Regions from separate parts of the Oryctolagus cuniculus genome. Here region 1 is linked to region 2. Evidence: chromatin contacts called from public Micro-C data. All regions are on one chromosome and are shown on one strand. The core of a region is the stretch at or near the end of the contact, and the rest is flanking DNA. Distances in the headings are between cores, read along the strand shown. Region 1 holds the start of GCC1 (GRIP and coiled-coil domain containing 1). Region 2 holds the start of ZNF800 (zinc finger protein 800).

Region 1 (3,122 bases), core at 250-2,749, 210 kb before region 2:
TACATCCACTGGCTCACTCCCCACATGGCCACAATGGCTGGAGCTGTGCCGATCCAAAGCCAGGAGCCAAGAACTTTTCCTGGGTCTCCCACGTGAGTGGTCACATTAGCAGGGAGCTGGATCTCAAGTGGAGCAGCCAGGATTTTAATGAGCAGCTTCACCTGCTTTGCCACAGCGCCGACCCTTACTTTACCTCTGTGCCTTATGTCCCATCTGTAAAACAGTGCTAATGTATCTGCACAGGAGAATAAATAGCAAAATCCTGCTTCCTGCCTTCCTTCCTTCGAAAGGCAAAGTGACCTAGAGGGAGAGACAGAGAAGGGAAAGATTTTTCCATCTGCTGCTTCACTCCCCAAATGCCTGCAACAGCCAGGAACCAGTCAGACCAAAGCCAGGAGCCAGGAACTCTTACCCAGGTCTCAGGGACCCAGCGACCTGGGCTACCTTCTGCTGCCTCCCAGAAGGGCATTAGCAGGAAACTGGGTGGTAAGCGAAGAAGCGGGGACTCAACCTGCACTCACATAGTGGATGCGGGTATCCCAAGCGTCCGCTTAAGCTTCTGTGCCCCAATGCCCGCCCCTAAATAACAATTTTCTTGTGAGGTTCCCGGCGTATAGTTCGCATTCAGGATGAACCTCATGGCGGCAAGGTGTCCTCTATCAATATTCGTTGACTAAACTCAACGGAACTATGGTAAGGTGCCATGTGCATTCCATAAGCCAGCTAGGTGCCAAGTGCCGTGTTAGGAAGGGCTGCAGTGTTCATAGCCCTAATGGGAACATTTATTGTTGGCCTTTAGGGACACAGGTCCTGAGCCCCAAGTCCTTGTGGCTGGACGCATGGGTCACTGGAGTGTTTGTTAAGAATGCAGTGCAACGTCGCCCCCTGTCGGTCGCGGATCGCAGCCCAAGGGCAAACCAACTGCGCTCGCTGGTCCTCAACTTCCTTTCCTTCGCTCTCCGCAAGCCCCGGCCCCCGAGGTTCCCGGCAGCACTTCTCCGCAGCCCCAGTTAAAGGAGCCCCGCCCACCTCGCGGCCGGTAGGGGCGGAGCCTAGGGCGACGCGCTGGCGTCACTTCCTGCGGACCCGGAAGCTCTGTGGTCGGCCGGTTGCGGTAGTTAAGAAGTCGAGATGGAGCCACCCGCGGCGTAAACCTGTAGCCAACTGTGGGCCGAGGGGGCCGGCCGGGGCCGGGCCGATGAGGCCCGGAGGAGCGGAGAGGGCGGAGCAGCTTCGAGGCTAGCGCGGGCGCTCCCAGGCCGGGAGCTCCTGTCGCGCCAGCGTCGCCCCGCCTCCAGGAGCGGACCCGCTCCCGCCCCCCTGGCCTCTGTCCGGCGGCCCCGCCACCCCGCATCCGGGCTTGGACACCTCTGTGGAGCAGCTGTGCGGCCGCGGCGGGACAACCTTTTCCTCGTCGCCTGCTGGCTCCGCCCGCGTAGTCGCGTCGCTCTCCTGGACTGCTGGAACGCTGACGTGGAGCAGCTCGGTCACAGCCCCCATGGAGAAGTTTGGGATGAATTTTGGGGGCGGCCCGAGCAAGAAGGACCTGCTGGAAACCATCGAGTCTCAGAAGAAGCAGCTCCTCCAGTACCAGGCCAGGCTCAAGGACGTGGTCCGCGCCTACAAAAGCTTGCTGAAGGAGAAGGAGGCGCTGGAGGCCAGCATCAAGGTGCTGTCGGTATCCCACGAGGCGGATGTGGGCCTCGCAGGTGTCCAGCCTCCAGGCCTCACCTTCTCTGACTCTGTGGATGACCGGTGCTCCACTCACAGCGAGGATAGCACCGGCACCGCCACCAGCCTGGACACTGCGGCCAGTCTGAGCAGCATCAAGGGTGAGTTTGGGGTAGAAGATGACAGACCGGCCCGCGGACCACCGCCTGCGAAGTCGGAAGAGGCCAGTGGGTCGGAGAGCGGCGTTAGCAGCAGCAGTGGGGATGGGCCGTTTGCAGGTGGGGAGGTGGACAAGAGGTTGCACCAGCTGAAGACTCAGCTGGCTACTTTGACCAGCTCTTTGGCTACAGTCACCCAGGAGAAGTCCCGCATGGAGGCTTCTTACCTGGCCGACAAGAAGAAGATGAAACAGGACCTAGAGGATGCCAATAAGAAGGCGGAAGAGGAGAGGGGCCGCCTGGAGGGAGAATTGAAGGGGCTGCAGGAGCAGATAGCCGAAACCAAAGCCCGGCTGATCACGCAGCAGCATGATAGGGCCCAGGAGCAGAGTGACCATGCCCTGATGCTCCGGGAGCTCCAGAAGCTGCTGCAGGAGGAGAGGACCCAGCGTCAGGACCTGGAGCTTCGGCTGGAAGAGACGCGGGAAGCCCTGGCCGGGCGGGCCTATGCAGCCGAGCAGATGGAAGGCTTCGAACTGCAGACCAAGCAGCTGAGCCGGCAGGTGGAGGAGCTGAAAGGTGAACTGCAGGCCATCCGAGAGGAGAAGAATCGACCGGACCCCCGGCTCCAAGAGCTTCAGGAAGAGGCCGCTCGCCTCAAGAGCCATTTCCAGGCTCAGCTGCAGCAGGAAATGAGAAAGGTAATTATCCTCATCTCCTTCACATATCCGTCATTTCGCTTGAAGTGCGAGATAAGAGGGGTTTTGTTTTTCCCTCCTCCTTTGGTACTTAGAACTAAGTGGCTGCACTGTCATTTTTGCTGCTACTTGAAAAGTTGCACCAGGGAGCCCTGGAAAAGCCTTTCCTGCGGTGGTGTTGACCAGCTCCTGGGAGTGTGCTTGCAACAGGATGTGGAGTTTCCGAGCCTAGGCTGGGTCGGAGCCAGGCCCCTCTGAGCTGCTGGGCGTTGGCACTGTACCAGCTGCTCTCCGAGCTGCCATCGAGCGGCCGCTGTGCAGTGAAAGAGCGAGTGTGTGCCTGTAGCTGTGTACCCATGGGCAGGGTAGCTGAAGGCAGCTAGAGGGATTTTCCCAGAAGAAATAAACCATGGTAATTGCTTTCTGTCAAGGTTTGTCTGTCATGACAGTGTCTGCTGTCCAGGTGGAGGGAGATCCAACTCAGTTTTGTACTTCCAGGAATAGAGAAAGAGAAAAGCAAAGTCCTGTAATTTCATGATAGGGTTCGGGGTGAGGTGACATATGATAGACAGCAAAGCTGGGTGTGAGCTGATAG
Region 2 (3,310 bases), core at 555-3,054:
CCGCCCCCGGGGGCGCACACCTGGCTGCGACTGCCACGCGTGGGGATTTTCCACGCACGACGCGGACGCCGGACCGGAGGGAAAGCGCGCCCGGCCCACGTGACCCCCACGGCGCTCCCAGGCTCAAAGCGCGGCTGCGAGCCACTGGCCACACACCCGCCTGCTCCCCAACATCGCTGTTTTTCCTTTCCCTCCCGGGACAGGGGCCTGAGAAAAAAGAACCCCGTAACTTCCGGAAGGCAAACTTCGAAACGCGTCGGCCAGGGGGGGGAAGAGAAAAAAAAAAAAAAGTTCAACTTTGCCACTTCCACAGGCCTTTTTTTTTTTTTTGCCGGATCGCCGCTTACTCACGCCTCCCGTCCCGCGGCTGCCCGACCTCTTCTCCTAACGGGTCTCCGCCGCGCACTTCCACCCCGGGCCGAGCGGCGACAGCCACCGTCCGCGTCGGCCGGCCGGCGGGCGCGCAGGCGGGCGGGAGCGCGGGCGGCCGAGCGGCCGGCGCCCTCCCCTGCCCGGCCGGGCGCATGCGCGCGGCGCTCCCGGGCGCGCCGGCCACACTCCCCCCACCCACTGCCGAGCTTGTCACTTCCTGCCCTCGCCCCATCTCCGTCCGGGGTCAGTCAGTCGCTCCCTGTCGCTGCCGTACAGTCTCTGCTTCCCCCTTCCTACCCGCTCCGCGGCGGCAGCTCAGGCTCTCCGGGGAGGGGGAGACGAGAGAGAGAGAGAGAGAGAGACCGACTTAATAAAAGTTTCCTGAAACAACAACTACTACCAAAAAGCCCACGGTGGGGGGAGACCCCCGTTCTTCTCCGCCCTCTCCAAAAGCCTGAGGGACCGTTGCAGGTGGAGCGGCGCTGGGAGGAGCCGGGCTGCGGCGGCGGCAGCCGTTGCCCCGGCGAGGGGCGCCTCGGGTCCCGCCCGCTCCGGCTCCGGCTCCTTCGGCGGCCGCCGCTGCGGCTGCCAGGCGGTTCCTCCTGTCAACTGCCCGCGCCCGCGCGCCGCCCGCCCGGCCGCCCCACAGCGCGGAGGGACGCCGTGAGCCGCCGCCGCCGCCGCCGCTGGTGAGCTGCGGCGCTTCCGCCTCAGCGCCGGCGGGGACTCTTTGGGAGCGCGTCGGCCCGAACCCCGCTTCCCTTCGCGCGGTCCGAGGGGGGCTGCGCCAGGTGGGGCCAGCGGCCGCCTCCCGCGCCAGGCTGTCCCGGTGGCCGTCCGGCCTGCCCGCCTGCCTTCCGCCGGCCCGCCCTAGGAGTTAAGTAAGTTGGGCGCACTTGGGCTTTGGGGACCGGGGTCCCGCCGAGGAGACCCCAACGCACGTGCGTGGCGGGAGGACGCGGGGTGGGCCGGCCGGGGGGCCGGCCGCGCGCGGGAGCGGAGCCCTGGCCGGCCCGGAGCCCCGCAGCCCGGCCGTGCCCGCCGCGCCCCGAGGGCCCCTCGCCGCGCGCCGGCCCGCCCGGGACGGCGAGGCCGCCGCCGCCGCCGCCGCCGCCCGCGCCCGCCGGCCAGGCCTTGGCCGTGCGCTGCGCTGCGCGCCCGCGGCTGCGTTTCCGGGTAGGGCGAGGAACCTGTGCGAGGAGTCGGGGGCTGGAGGAAGGGATCGTGCGCCCTGCTGCTTTCGTTTCGGGAGGAACGCGCGCGACGCTGAAGGCGAAGGGGAGGCGGGTGCTGGGGGACCGCGTGTGGGAAGTGCAGCCGGAGCCCCCCTGGGAAGTTCAGGGTGCGTGACGAGTTTGTGCTGCTTTCCGCAGGCAAGGCGCGATGAAGAGCTTCTCCCAGTGAAAGGAAAGTAGGTCGCACCCACTGAAAATGCCTTTAAGGGACAAATACTGTCAGACTGACCACCATCACCACGGATGCTGTGAACCAGGTATGCCCCTCCTCGCTCTCGGTCGCAGCCGCTCTGCCTTCTCCTTTTCACCTTAGGGTTTCCTTTTCCTCCTGCCCAAGAATCGCTCCTGAAGCAGGGCAGGCTGTAATTTTCCCCAGCGTAAAACCAGTGATGAAGCTAAAAGCTTGTACGGACGAGATCTCCCCTGCCTGATCCCTTAAAGGAACTCCTGCAAGTGTCACCCCCAATCATTTCCACGAGATCAGCCGCTCAGGCCTGCAGTATACTCCTGCGCCCCGTGAATATTTAAAACCCAAGAGGAGGGCAGGCTTTGGTAGTGGGACGCCAGCGTTCGTCTTGGTGAAAATTGTTCCCTTGCAGCTGAAGTGAGAGGTTCTGATGCTGAAAGTCTAAACAGGACTTTTGGGTGAACACGTTCGTGGAACTCTTCCGGGGCCTCAGGTTTTGCTAAGTGCAACCTTTAAAAATACAAATTCCTGGACAGAACATACTGTATTGCAAAATAATGGGAAAAACTCCTCACTATTTAGATTGAGTACAGAAGCATTTTAAAGGTCTTTATTCAATGGCACTTTTTTTTTTCCTTCCCCAGTTGAGTTTATGGAAGGGAAAAGTATGAGCAGACTCTAATTTGATTAGTGATAGACTCTTGACAGTTTTTCTACTTAGAATGTTGATGTGTTTTGTGACACACATCCAGAGGTACAACTTTAAAAGGGTTCGTTATATACATGCAGTCACTAAATCAAACACAGGCCATCTCAGTCTACTTTAAAAGTAGGTGCATATCACTATTTTGCACCTAAATATTTTCTCTGTTTTTTTTTAATGTTTTTGCTTATTTTTTGTTTTCTCATTACACTTATGTACTTGGATTTTATCCCAGTAGGGTTCCTTTTAATGGGAATTATGATTAATGGGAAAATAGTATCAGAGAAAGGGAGGAATTTACCTTTTCAGAAAACTTGGGTACATGTGTGAGTAAAATTTATACCTCAGTCTATCTCTATTATGCTTTGCTGAGATTAGTAGCAACTCACCTGCACTAATAAAACAGGCAGTCCTAGGATGTGATCCAATTTGCATTCATCTGCCCTTGACCTAACTTTCAGTAGCTGTTTACATTGCGTATTTTGTATATTTGAAGTGAAGATAGATCACTTAGTTTCACTGAATGTTGAATGAGGCTTGCTAGTTTTGAAGTATGAAGTTGTGGATGGATGCCCTTTTATATTTTACGTTCCGCTGTTATTCCATTTTTTTTCCTTAAAAACACTTTGAAGTCACTGAGGTTGAATTGATTAGAAAATAGTCTTATTTAGGAAGAAGTTTATTTGTGTTTTCATTTCTTAAACAGATTACTATTGAATACATATTGGGTGCCCTACTATTGAATACATATTGGGTGCCAGCCGTTGTCTAAAGCAATGGAATATAAGAGGCCAGTAAGACAGATAAGGTTCT

What was found. Hi-C and Micro-C count contacts between places; a contact is called where the count stands out from the background.
Region 1: a contact with region 2 is called in a Micro-C map of ear pinna, with 8 times the contacts expected there. The contact joins the promoter of GCC1 here to the promoter of ZNF800 in region 2. A contact is called at or near these places in 2 of 6 Hi-C or Micro-C datasets (ear pinna and an unstated tissue).

Annotation. Positions count from the first base shown.
Region 1 is chr3:164,052,487-164,055,608 of mOryCun1.1, reverse strand. GCC1 (GRIP and coiled-coil domain containing 1) reads left to right here and starts at 1,499. Exons shown (of 2, transcript NM_001171279.1): 1 at 1,499-2,530. The coding sequence starts at 1,499.
Region 2 is chr3:163,845,999-163,849,308 of mOryCun1.1, reverse strand. It overlaps ZNF800 (zinc finger protein 800), which reads left to right and starts at 1,804. Exons shown (of 4, transcript NM_001171278.1): 1 at 1,804-1,864. The coding sequence starts at 1,804.